3 separate regions of the Mus musculus genome follow, and regions 2 and 3 are each linked to region 1. The links are chromatin contacts, called in public Hi-C and HiChIP or PLAC-seq maps. All regions are on one chromosome and are shown on one strand. Each heading gives the region's core, a stretch centred on a gene start, on an enhancer-like site or on the middle of the called end of the contact. The rest is flanking DNA. Distances are from core to core; before and after follow the strand shown.

Region 1 (4,271 bases), core at 620-3,119:
CTTAAAAAAACCTGTTTTGTTGTTTTTGAGATGAAGGTTGTATTGTATAGCCTGTGCTTATCTTGAATTTAAGATTCTCCTTCCTCAGCCTCCAAAGTGCTGGGATGATAGGCATGCATGCTCCCTCCCTCCTTATTCATCCTTCCATTTCTAAGAATTTCACTTGTTCAAATGCATCTCTTCTATTGCTATTTAAAACCAAACTTGTAAAACTCGTTTCAGGTCATGTAGTTCTCTGAAGAATTACCTTTCAGTCTACAGTTTTCCTTTGTGTTCCTTGTGTCCCTCTGTTGGTTATTTTGGTCCACCATTTTTCATATTCGAGGCTCCTCAAGTATTTGATAGACTTTGGTTGTCTTTCATTTAAGAATAAGGTTTTAAAATACTAAGTTACAAGCATTGAGACTGTGCGGATTTTGGGCATATGTCTTGAAGTCTAGCAGCTGTTTCAAAGATTTGAAGGCAGTCCTGGTTTTCAGCTCCTTGGTTGTTACTTAAGATGCCAGATTTGGTAGTTCCGGAGTCTTTCTGGACAGCTAGGGGAGAGGGAATGGGGCTTCCGCACTCTCTATCAGATCACCTGTTCGTTTCCTCACTTCTGCCACAGGATTTGGTTTTTAGTGAGCCTGTGGAGTGAGCTAGTCATCCATTTACACACTGGCTTTCAGGATCTTATGGCTGGCAGACCTGGTCTCAGATTATCTTTATATTCTTGAGCTTATGTAAGTAGATGAATAGGTGGGTTAAACACATCCTTTAATTTTTGTTGTTGTTGTTTGTTTAATAATTGTTTAGAGAAGGAACCAAAAAAAAAAGCATTTGGATCAACTTCCTTGATTGGTACCTAATATTTCACTGTGAAGCTATACCATAATTTATTTAACTAGTCTCCAGAAGGTTGCTATTCATGTAAGCTGGTAATTTTTCCCATACTTAGAAAGTGTACTGAGTGTCTGTAAATGCTAGTTATTTCCTCAGAGGTAGTTGGAATATTTTTGCAAATAGGTCTTCAGAACTATTAACTGATAGAAGTAGGCTTATTTTCTGATTTGTGCCCAAAGAAGGATTGGCCACCATTTTCTGAAAGGAACACATAATAAATATTTGTTAGGCTTTACACCTCACTGTTTTTTGTAACCCCAAACCCAGCTGTAGCTCAATAGTAATTTTTAAATAATTGAAAATGTTAGGAGGTGGGGGTGTAGCTCATTGGTAGAATGTTTGCCAAGTATGTGTGTGGGCCTAAATTCAATCCTTAGTTCCATTATCACTCCCCCTGCAACCCCTTCAACACACACAAAAATGGTGTGTTAATGCCCAGGAAGTTCTCAAGGCAGTCTAACAAAGGTCTTTATGGCCTAGGGCCCTCACACCCACAGTTTAAAGTCCCACAGACCTCCCCAATCAATTCCAAATAGGGGCTATTCCACAGTTACTGTGCAGTACAGGAGCTAATTCTACAGGACATCACTAAAATCGTCTGAAATCCTTGAAAAGGTAACTCCTGACCTCTTCAGCGGGGACTTCTGCGTCTCCTAGTTGAATTCTGAAAAGCTGTAGATGGGTCTTTGTTAAGAGGGTCACTATGAGAAATCTGAAAACTCAGCTAAGGATTTTCTTATACATCTGGCCTGTTGAAAAATTGGTTTTCATCATCTGCTTAAGCAGTTTTATCCCTGAAAGAAAGAAATGCAAAGGAGGCCTCTTCTTGTCTCTCCAGGTTAGCAGAGAAGCATGTTCCCTTCACAGCGATTAGCTGAGCCTGCCTGCGACTTTTGTGCCTGTTGTGGCCTGCCAGTTCCCTGCCTGCCTTCCCTGTGGCGTTTTAGCTGATCTGTGCAGTTTGTAGCCATATGGTCCCCTGAGCACGTGGCTTGGCTTCCCTGTCCTTACTGCTGGATCTGTGGGCATTGCAGATTTCACAGACCTGAATAGCATTGTTGGGGGCAGGGGGAAAGCGCTTGTCATCAAGAGATGTCTTCTCACTGCCCTGCTTGTTAGAGACCTTCTCTGCTTGATAGCATAAACAACACTCAACATTGTGTTTTGAAAAGATGTAAAATTACGCAAACTCCTTCCTTCAAGCTCATTCTTTGAGACTTTGCTTGAGAGCTCACATAGTTGGCTGGCATTGAGAGCCAAAGCCAACATTGGAGAGCAGGTTGTAAGGTAACTAGGGCTGCAGCATGGATCTGCTGGAGTGCAGGTATTTAGTCAGAATGGACCTGACTTTGCCCCGGCCACTTTTTTCTTTGATTCTAGTTCATGAATTCTTCCGCATCATGGCTATAGACGTTTGATAGGAGGTTTCTGAGATCCCGCCCCCTAGTTTACTTCCTTGAAGGATCTATCCTGATAGGTTTACCATGGCATGCCATTGCAGGGTGCTGTACTGTCCCCTGTGCTTGTCATCTTTGTGTAGCCTGCTTTAGGGAAATGTCTCTGTAAGTCCTTTGCCTGCTCTTCAGTTTTTAAAAATTGTTTGTAGTGCTGGGTGTTGAACTCAGGGTTTTTTCCCGTTTTTAATTGCACTGCTTGATTTTGTTGTTAAATTATAGGAATTTTGCAAATATTCTGAGCATTAAGTCTTTGTCAGATACATGATTTAGAAATGCCATCTTACATTTTGTGGGCTGCCTTTTACTATTAGTTGTACTTTGGTGCACAATCTAATTTACTATTTTCATTATTATGTTTGTCTTTGGTTTTTATAACCAATAGATCATTACCAAGTGCAAAACAGTGATGTTTTTGCCCTGTGATTTCTGTTAAGATATTTAACGTTTCATATTTAAGTCACCGATCCAGTTTAAGTCAGTCTTTAGTGTGGTATCAAGGCTCCAGCTCGATCATTCATGCCTTCAGCTTTCCGTATTGTCTGTTGTAGACTGCCTTTCCTCACCTACTGAATTCCCATCCTGTCCACAGCCATCTGACCACAAATGCAAAGCTTCATTTTTGTCCTTTTTTCACTCGTCTGAATTGCAAGTCTTTATGACAGTTCTATATGGCTTCTATTATTGTAGCTTTGTAGTAACTTTTGAGATAAAGAAACATGTGCTATCCAGTTTTGTTATTTTTGCCTATTTGGTGGCCCTTTGAGCTCCAAAGTGAAAATTTTTTTAACATGTTTTTCTATTTCTGCAAGGCCAGATCAAACCGATGTCAAACAACCTATCAGGCCACTTTGGGTGCTCATTTAAGTAGTACATATAGTAAGCCATGAACAATACCAATTGGCTTGTTAGCTTACTTTGTTTCTTAATACTATGGTAAAAATACCCTGACAAAACTTAAACAGTAAATGAATACTTCTGGTGTTCATTGGCTCTTCTAGCTTAGGCTACCAAATCCACATTCTAGTCACAATATATTTCCTAAGAACCACACAGGTTTGTGACAGCAACACCTCACACCTGCTACTGATTTCTCTCCTAGCTTTTCTTTCCTCTTTTAGCAAAACTGACTAAAAGCAACTCACAGGAAGTTTCTTTAGCTTATAGCTCATCATGGCAGGGAAGTTGTAGTAGAGGAGCCCAAGGAACTAGTTTTATTGTATCTATAGTCAGAGCAAGGTAACATTGAATGTGTGCATGCCAGTGCCCAGGGCCTGCCTACTCTCCTCTTCATTCTGCCCAGGCCCAGGCTGTGACTGGGTGCTGATGAAGGTGCTGATGCTGGTGCTAGTGATGGTGGTGTTGATGATAGTGGTTCTGGTTTGTGATCTTCCCACCTCAGTTAACCAACTTAAGAAAATGCCTCACAGGCATGCTCAAGGACTAATCTCGGGGTTGGTTCTAGATTTTGTCAAGTTTACAACAGTATTAATATGTATCACACATAGCCTGTGCACACAGATTACCTGTAAATCTGTGAAACTGCATATGAAAAGAAAGTAAAAGTAGTTACATTTGGGATTTTGATAGAATTGTATCAAATTGACAAATTGACAAAATCAAACCAACCAACAATAATAATATTGTTATTAACCAGCAAAAATAATATCGACATTGGCAATATTAGATCTTACCCATAATCATGGATATGGTTCCATTTATCTTTTGTCTAATGGTTCTTATCTGTATGCATGGTAAATGTGTGCAAGTGTCTGTGCAGGCCAATAGTTAGGTAAAATGGCTAGCTACAAAGTTCCTGAAATCCTCTTGTTCCTGCCTCTCAGTACTGGGATTCTGGGCATGCCTGTCACACTCACCTTTTTTCATGGGTGTTGTGAGGGTAGAGCGATCTCAGCTGAGGTCCTCATGCTTGCC
Region 2 (4,115 bases), core at 7-2,506, 350 kb after region 1:
TGCCCTTGTAGAATAGGGCTAAAGTAGCAGGCATCTCTGAGAGGGATCTCAGATCTAGTGAAGAAGGCATGTTGCTGTAACTGGCTCTTGCTCTGGAAGACCTGTTGCCTCAAGCTAGCTCTGACTCTAATGAGTGTTCTCAGAATCTTCAAGGTTTAGTCCTATAGAACTATCTATAGTCCATAACTGTGGGCTGGGAAAAGCCTGGAACAGCCATGTGATGGCAGAGAAAAGCCCACCTCATGCATGTGGCCCTACCCTAACTGCACACATACTTTGAGAAAATCCGATGGCTTGACCTTCCTGACCCTGATGATACTCCAAAGCTGCCTTGGCCTTCGTTTGAGGCACCAGTGAAAGTAGGCTGGCTATCCCTCACAAGCCAGACATCCCACCCAAACACTGGGCAGCTGTCACATGAGCTTCTGCTCAGGACACATCTTTAGACACAGGGGTGTTCCTCTTGGTCTTGGTGCCTGTGTAGGGCGAGAGGCAAAAATGGTAAGAACCAAGTAGGAAGGGCTGGACAGGTGTCTCGGCAATTAAAAGCATGTACTGTTCTTGCAGAGGATCTGAGTTCAGTTCCCAGCACCCAGCTAAGACAGCTCACAGCATCTGTAAACTCCAGCCCCAGGGCTCCTGTACTGTCGTGGCCGTACCCACACACAGACACACGCACATAATTTTAAAGAACAGTAAATCCATCTTTGAGCTTGGTGATGGTGATACAAGCCTTTAAAGCCCAGCACTGTGGAGGGAGAGGCAGGCAGATCTCTTGAGTTCAAGACCAGCCTGGTCCACAAGTGCCAGGACAGCCAGGGCTACACAGCGAGACCCTGTCGTGAAAAAAACAATGCTAGCACATCTTTGGAAATGAGAAGCAAGGGAATGGTTGGGGGAAGCATGGGGTCAGTCCGGGAATCCTACGGGCGCTTGCTTTCTCTCTTGAGCCCCTCAGGGCTGCTCGGAACAAGTACCAGTACTCCTGTCTCAGAGCCTCTGCAGTCAAGGGAACTGCAGCCCCAGGACTCTGCACAGCTCTTGGGGTTGTCTGCCAAATCCTCAGAGTGGTGGTGACTTAGGTGACCCTGCCGCCCCCCAGTAGGCAGTCATGCTTTTACCATGGCTTTACTTTGCTTGGTCCACAGAGAAGAGAATGGATGCCCAGCTCATTTCTTTACCTTCTACAGTGCTCCCAGTAAGGCCTCAAGGCAGGGCGCTGTGCATTCACAATGAGCGCAATCGGCAGAGGGGCAAGATGCCAACCCACTCTTTGTAAAAGGGTCTGAAATCATCTCCCCATCGTAACAGTTGCCTTGGTTACATCTGCACCCAAGGATAAGCCTTCCATAGTTTTCCAGATGAAATTACGCCTGAGCCTTCCCACTTGTTATTTCCTTTCTCTTCCAAGGCTAGTTTAGACAAAGGTCAGGGCAGTCGCCAGGTAGGCAGCCTCTGCTGCAGGCTCCAGCCTGCTGCGCCTCTCTCTGCCACGGCTGTTGAGCTGCTGGGGAGTCCGTGTTAAGGGTACACATGAAGGAGACACTCATGTGCGAATGCACTGGCGTGTTCTGTCTCCGTCCATGCTGGTCCTGCATCAGTACTTGCAGGCAAGCCCCAGAACGCCCAGACTTCTGGACTTGCTCTATGGGTTTGGAACCATGGATTATATACCTTCCCTGTGCTTTTCCAGTTTTGCCCCCAGTTGTTCATTCCCTTCTTGCCTCCCTGCTAAACAGATTAATACGCAGACAGCATTTAGCATGGCATTGGGTCCAGCAAAGTGTCAGGGCTGTTTTGAGGTCCTCGGAGCCTTACAACAGCCCAGGAGGCAGCCAGTGCTGTACACGAAAACCCAGTCATGTCCTGGAGTTTCAAGGGTCTTAAGCCCCTGGCTTGAGTGGCTTGAGAAACTTCCCAGGGGGAGAAGAGAAAGTTGGTCTGACAGATGAGGAAGGGTTTGCTCATCTCTGACTTTGTCCTGGGAATTCCTTGAACTCTGGGGTTTGATGACCGACAGGGAGATACTGGTACGTGAAGTCCCTTTGCAGTGACATCATCTTCCTCTCTGCTACACACACGGCCACCAGAGAAGGCAGGCCGTGGAGGAAAGGCCTCACCAGCTGCCTCCCTTCATTTCCGGGCTTGATTATTCGTACGTCCTGGGGAGAGTTAGTCAAAAGGACCCCTTTTCCTTGCATTAGCCCATGGTGGGAAGCATCAGGGAGGGGCAAGAGTGCTGGAGCCTCAAGAGTGGTTATTGATGTCCTAATTACAAGAGGATGCTAATTTAATTTGAACCTAATTACAGTGCACTACCCTGGGTGGCATGTGTTTTAATAATTAACGTCCTTCAGATGCGTGGGAGTGTAATAATATTTACACTAGGTTGGCCAGCAGCCTGGGGAGGCGGGCTGGGGGCCCGTACACCACCCTCTACCCGGCAGCTTGGCTGCTGGCAGGTGGGGGAGATGGCATAGTAGTCTTGGTCCCCTGGTGTCTTGTCATCCTTCCCAGGGGATATGCTTGGGTCTTGTTTCCAGCCACTTCCTTGACCCAGCAGGCTGCTTCACACTGCAGGGTGCCATGCTGGCCTTCTGAAAGCCACCAGGCTTCAGCTCCAGCAGTACTCCCATACCACACCAGCAAGGCTGCTGATCCTGCCATCCCTGCCTACTTGAGCCCTCCCAGGGAAGGGCTTGTGTAAACAGATGCCCCTTAGGAGGATGGAAGGAGAGCTACTTGGTATTGCTCCTTCCCTGGTTTGCAGGTGTGTAAGGAACACATTCAGGAAAGTGCACCAGGGGTGTAGCTCACACATAAACAAAACTCCACAAGCTGCACCACACTCAATAGAGGCCAGCAGCAGCTCCCTCCCAGTCAGCCACAGGCAGCCCCTCTCTGACCTCTGTCCGATGGATGACTTTGCCCATCTTGTGCTTCCACCTCTCGGCTCCCCCTGGCTGTGGTGTTTTATGTAGAGGACTCCCGCTGAACAGACCCCTCCCTGTGTGCTCACTTCTTCAACAAGGTGGCATAAGCATCCTCGGTTGCATTCTCCTCTGCGTTCTCTGAACACACTACTACGAATGGTTGCTACAAAGAGGGCAGAGCGCAGCAGTCTGCTGGGGCCATAGCCACACCAGTCCCTGAAGGAGAAAGCTCCACGTTAGCACCTGAAGGACTGGAGGCACTTCATAAAGGGGGGTGGGGGAGCAGAATGATAAGCAGAACAGTTTGACAGCCCACCCAACCCCAGAGCAATGTGTGTAACCAGAACATGCAGGGGTGGCAAATATCAGCACATCTAGAAGCCAAGCAGAATCAGGGGTCAGCCCTGGGTGCAGAGCTCAGCTGTGCAAGGCTCACCTAACATGAAGAGGGGCCTGTCTCAAACCCCAGCACTGCAAAAGGGAGTTGGGGGAGGGATTGGAAGAAGCCTACAGTTAAGATGCATGGGAGAACATGGGTGCCTACTGAAAAGTCTCCCGGGGCAGTTTCCTCTCAAAGCATGGCTGGCAGACCCACTCTATCAGAATCACTTGGGGTGCTCATTAAAATACAGCTGCCAAAAATAGTGTCAGAACTATATTGGGAACGGGGTGGCACAAGGGAGCTAAGTCCCCATCTATCAGAGCAGGAAGACAATGGGCTGTGTTTGAAGTCAATGGAACAAGAGCTGGCGTATTATTTAGCAATAAGATAGTAACCCCCAGAAGATCAAAAGCAGATGATTAAAAGTGATTGCCTGTAGATAGCACTACAGGGGGTGGGCAGCACTATTGGAATTTTTAACCATAGGCAAGTGCTTCTGATGCTCGGGTTTTTTAGATTCATTATCATATAAATATTGTACTGATCCATCTCACTCTGGACTGCTGCCCCAAGCTGTGTGGCGCTGGGGCCTGGGAATCTACTTTTAACATGTTTCCTCTGTGGTTCTGATGAGTTCTCAAGTTCAAGCATTAGCTATCACTGTCCAAACTCATTTTACAAGATGAGAAAAGAGACAAAGTGACTTACCCAAGGTCACCCAGCTTATTAATGGCAGGCCCAGGAATAGAAAGTAGCTCTCCTGGCCCCAGGCCTGTGATTTTTTTTTCCCTACATCATGG
Region 3 (4,136 bases), core at 830-3,329, 440 kb after region 1:
GCCAGAAGGAGAGCACCACATGCTCTGGTCCCTGTAGTGGTCCAGGCGGGGAGCCAGACAAGCAGATGAAGGCCACAGCTTAATGGGACAGAAGTTCTGGGTAGGGGAGGGACGGTGGGTAGATGTCCAGACCATATAGGCCTGGTGAATATCCTGCTGGAAAATAAGCATAGAGGGAGGGAGAAAGCCAGATCACCACACACAACCACCACTACAACCACCACTGCTTGCCTGTACTTGAATCTGACTCCGTTACTGCTTTGCTGGAGCTGGGGTGGGGAGCAGAGCACTCAGACAGAGGCTGAGGGATGCCATGGAGTGAAAGACTAGAGTATCATCTTTGGATGGGCCAGGGAGGCAGAGAAGGTAGGTTCACTCATAGCTGAGAGAATCCACTGTTGGGTAGGAGCAGGAGGCACATCATTTCTTCAGAGGATACATTCTGCTATCCTCTCCTGTGTTCACAGTCCAGCCCTGGGAAGGGGTGCGAAGGTTAATAATCGTGACCAGCTTGACTGGATTTAGAATCGCCCAGGAAATACGCTGCTGGGTGTGACTTGACAGTGATTTCGGAGAGGTTTAACTGAGAGGTAAGGCACACCCCGAATATGCCTGCCACTACCCTGAAATCTGGGTTCCACACAGAAAAAAAGTGGGAAAGGAGAAAGACGACAGAGCATCAGCAGCCGCCCGCCCTACACTTCCTGATTCGTGGCCCCTCCCACTGCTGTGATGGACAACATTTCTTCAAACTGCGAGCCAAAATAAGCCCCTCCTTCCATAAGGTGCTTTCGTCAGAGAGATGAAAAAAAAAAAAGTAATGAAAACAAGGGACTGTGGCCTCATTTTACAGTCAAGGGCACCCTGGCTCAGGGAGGGAAAGGGACATGAAAAGACAAGGCCACACAGCTTCCCAGGGGCCAGATCAGACCTGTTTGTTACACATATTATTCTTAGTCTGGTTCTTACTTGTTAGGGACAGCTAGGGTTTTTTGTTTTGTTTTGTTGTGTTGTTGTTGTTGTTTTGTTTTGATCGTTTGGTTGGTTGGTTTGATTTGGTTTTTCATCTCTGTGGCTAATGAGGTGCTGAGGTCAAGAGGAAACGACCTGGACACAGGTGACACGTGAAAGTCCAGAGGGAGAGGTGGCTTCTGGCCTCAGGAACAGGCAGACAGAACCTTGGGAGACAAGTCACACACTTCTCTCGTAAGAGTGAGCAGAGGTGAGGAAACGTTAGAGAGGACTGAAACACAGACCTCTGGATGTTCTTCACTAGGCTCCTGAGAGCTTTCCCGAGAAAGGGGAAGGCGGGTCATCTCGATGCCCCGCCCCATTCCCCACCTCCCATCCACCCGCAGTACCCGCAGCTCACACAGCCCTGGCAGGATTTGCGCTCTGGCCTTTTGCTCTGGCAGAGCTCTGCAGTCCAGCTCGCCCCCCCCCCCCCGGGCCCCCCTCCGATTGGCTAGGCGTTTGCTATTTTGATCTGGTGGGAAAAGACTGAATCAAGGGCTGAGATAGGGAAGAGCAGACACTACTCTTTGAGGTCGGGGACTCCCTCTTAGACAGCCTGCTCCCAGCCACCCCCAGCTTCTTTCTGCTTGCTTGTCCCAGAAGTAGAGTCGGAAGCAACTAACTCTTAGAGAAATTGGTCACTTTCTGGCCTCAAGGATTCTGGTACTTAGAACAGCAATCGTGTCCCCAGACTTTCCCAAATCAGTCGACCTTCTAAGAGAAGGCGTCCTGTTAAACCATAGGCCTATGTAGTCCAGCCCTATCCTTCGCCCAGGGGTGGGGTGAACCTCAGGCGGTAGAATGGATCCCTGCAGGATTTCCTCCACTCACAGGGCGGAGCACAGCTGGAGGAGAAAGGGCAGGGTGTCCCTGCTTCTGGCCCCAGGCGTGCGCTAGACCCTAGCGGGGAAGGATGGTGTGGAGACCAACCTGCGGTACTGAGTCGCGGGTGGTGGGAGGAAGTTAATCCTTCAAACCCAGTAGGACGTTAAATTCTGACTCGAACCTATCCGGAGCACCGGGACTCTGGCGCACAGCACAGCAGGTCCATGAAAGAGCCTGAACGCGGGACCCGCCCACTCGAGGGTAGAGAGACCCAGTGTGGCTCGCACACGTGTGTGTGTGTGTGTGTGAGTGTGTGTGTCCGCGGGTGTCTGCGCGTGCAAGTTGAGAGGGTCTCGGCGTCCCCCGCACTCTCTCTTTTCTCTCTGGGATTCTATAAATTTGCCTTCCTTTGTTCTCAAAATAGTACGTGAGCGCTGCCGGCGCTGCTCTCGGGAGGGGTGGGGGCTGCTGCGCGCTCGCTCGCGCGCAGAGTTAGCTGCAGGGTTACAAACAGTCTCTCCTGCTCCCCCGGCCTGAATTAATGTGTTACTATTTCGGGCGAGCCAGTGTTTCCAGGGGAAACCTAATGACGCAATGACGTCAATGCAGGTCAGCAGCAGACTCTCCGGGAGGGCGGGCGGGCTCCCGGCTTTCAGGCTCCGCGCAGTCTGCGGGCGGGAGGGTGCCAGCGAGGTGGTGAGGGCGGTGGGTGCGGGGACGCAGCAGCCCTGGCCAAGCCCAGAGACCGGAGGACACCCCCCTCCCAGCGCTCTAACACGGGTAACTTCCCGCTGCCCGGAACGGAGTTTCTCCGTTACCCACGGACATCCAGGAGGCCGTGTGGAGGGCAAGCAGGGTAACCCCCACTCCTAAACCACCTCTATCCAAGGGGAGCCCGAGGAGCCAGCAGGTCCGGACACTCTGAGGAGGCTCCTCGTGGGGCCTCCCACGCACAGGTACGCGCTGGTCCTCTGGGTGTCTTCAGTTTGGGAGGGAGACACATTTCCATCCACTCTCCTCTACTGTCCTGGCACCATAAATGGGCGTCTGGGGAAAGAAGAAGAAGCGGTGTCTTAGGAGGCACTCTTCGCTTGTGGCACCCCTTTTTTTGTGGGCCCAAGAGCCGACTGCTCTACTTTAGCATCTTCCCTGGTCTCAGACTAGAATTGGAACTTCCTTCCTGATTATGCCTCCCTTGGGGTCACCATCTGAGGCCCAGACACAAAGCGGGAGGGACATCCAGGCCATACAGGCCAAGGTGATGCTAGGCTGGAGAGGTACTTTGTAACCTGGTGGGAGCCAGTGTTGTTTAAAGAGGGAGAACAGAACTGCTTGAGTGTGTTTGGTGTGCCCACAGGGTGTGTGTGCACCTACCCACGGGGGTCTATGTGCAAATGTGTCTGTGCCACCCGTGTACATGGGAACGCCTTACGTATCCTTCCTTGCTATGTATTCGTGGCATCTTTCCTGAGTGCAGGAATCCTTTCTCCGATTGTTGGTCCAGATTGCACCTTGCTCCTAGGGGGATCCTGGCCAGCTTTCCCCAAGCTGACCACAGCATCAGATTGCTGCATTCTTCTCAAAGCCCAACCTGTCTTCTTGCCCCAACTAACTCGTGCGCTTTCTTTGAGGATAAGTAGAAGGAGGGGGGATCGAGAGGGAATCCCTTTCTACCCGCCCCCTCTAACTTGTGGCGGAAGCACAACCTTCTCAGGGTTCCTCCTTTTAGACCCGCTGCTCTCCGATTTCAGCACCTCGGCGTGGACAGCGCCAGGCTTGCACCTGCCTAGCCTTTTCTCTCTCTCTCTTTTTTTTCCCCCTTGCCAACTCTGGGAGCCAGGCCTAGGAGTGCGCAATCTCCGGCCCCAGCCTACTTCTCCTGGCCGGGGCCTTTTTAGCTTCTAACTAGCTCCAGAACCCAATTCCAGATCCTTCTCCCAGCCTCGCAAGGTACACCATACAGGAGGAGTCTTCTGTGTCAGGTAGCCAAGAACTCCTGCTCTGCCACCATTCTCTTTTCTCACTTCAATTATTTTAATGAATAAAATGAGATTTCCACTCCCTGAAAGGCAAGCCAGACTACTGACTGCAGAAGAGTGGGAATGGGGAGTCCTCAAGACACCCCCTCCCCAGTCTCACACCCCCTCTTTTGCTTCTTTTCCTATTCTAGGCCTCCTTGGGTCTGAGGCCTGGGGTAAATTCACAGCCCCTCACTGGTCACAGGACTCCGGGGCTCTGTATGGAATAATATTCAAGGAGGATCTTGTAAGAGTATGCTCTGGGCTTCCCAGGAAATT

Evidence for each region. Hi-C and Micro-C count contacts between places; a contact is called where the count stands out from the background. HiChIP or PLAC-seq counts read pairs in DNA pulled down with a chosen protein or histone mark.
Region 2: a contact with region 1 is called in a Hi-C map of cortical neurons, with 2.1 times the contacts expected there. The contact joins two enhancer-like sites. A contact is called at or near these places in 2 of 39 promoter capture datasets (the C10 cell line and embryonic stem cells), 3 of 15 datasets of contacts at CTCF or cohesin (embryonic stem cells, large pre-B cells and pro-B cells), 102 of 484 Hi-C or Micro-C datasets (3T3-L1-derived adipocytes, the Ba/F3 cell line, the C10 cell line and 55 more), 9 of 115 datasets of contacts at active chromatin or transcription factors (astrocytes, differentiating embryonic stem cells, embryonic stem cells and 4 more) and 2 of 9 other capture datasets (adipose tissue and embryonic stem cells).
Region 3: a contact with region 1 is called in an H3K4me3 HiChIP or PLAC-seq map of forebrain, with 5 times the contacts expected there. The contact joins two enhancer-like sites. A contact is called at or near these places in 2 of 484 Hi-C or Micro-C datasets (brain and cortical neurons) and 6 of 115 datasets of contacts at active chromatin or transcription factors (VIP interneurons, astrocytes, embryonic basal ganglia and 3 more).

The regions. Positions count from the first base shown.
Region 1 is chr6:28,536,187-28,540,457 of GRCm38.p6, forward strand. The region is part of intron 9 of Snd1 (staphylococcal nuclease and tudor domain containing 1); the gene reads left to right. Among named protein-coding and RNA genes, the nearest start is that of Snd1, 58 kb to the left of the region's middle. Within about 2 kb of position 1,870, at least 37 of the 459 cell types and tissues checked have an H3K27ac peak or open chromatin away from gene starts, as enhancers often do. A contact at or near this core is called in VIP interneurons, brain, cerebral cortex and 2 more, where this site is marked.
Region 2 is chr6:28,889,390-28,893,504 of GRCm38.p6, forward strand. It overlaps a transcript of Snd1 not described here. Among named protein-coding and RNA genes, the nearest start is that of Lrrc4, 60 kb to the left of the region's middle. Within about 2 kb of position 1,257, at least 13 of the 459 cell types and tissues checked have an H3K27ac peak or open chromatin away from gene starts, as enhancers often do. A contact at or near this core is called in cerebral cortex and cortical neurons, where this site is marked.
Region 3 is chr6:28,979,017-28,983,152 of GRCm38.p6, forward strand. No RefSeq gene overlaps it. Among named protein-coding and RNA genes, the nearest start is that of Gm38779, 15 kb to the left of the region's middle. Within about 2 kb of position 2,080, at least 115 of the 459 cell types and tissues checked have an H3K27ac peak or open chromatin away from gene starts, as enhancers often do. A contact at or near this core is called in VIP interneurons, brain, cortical neurons and 1 more, where this site is marked.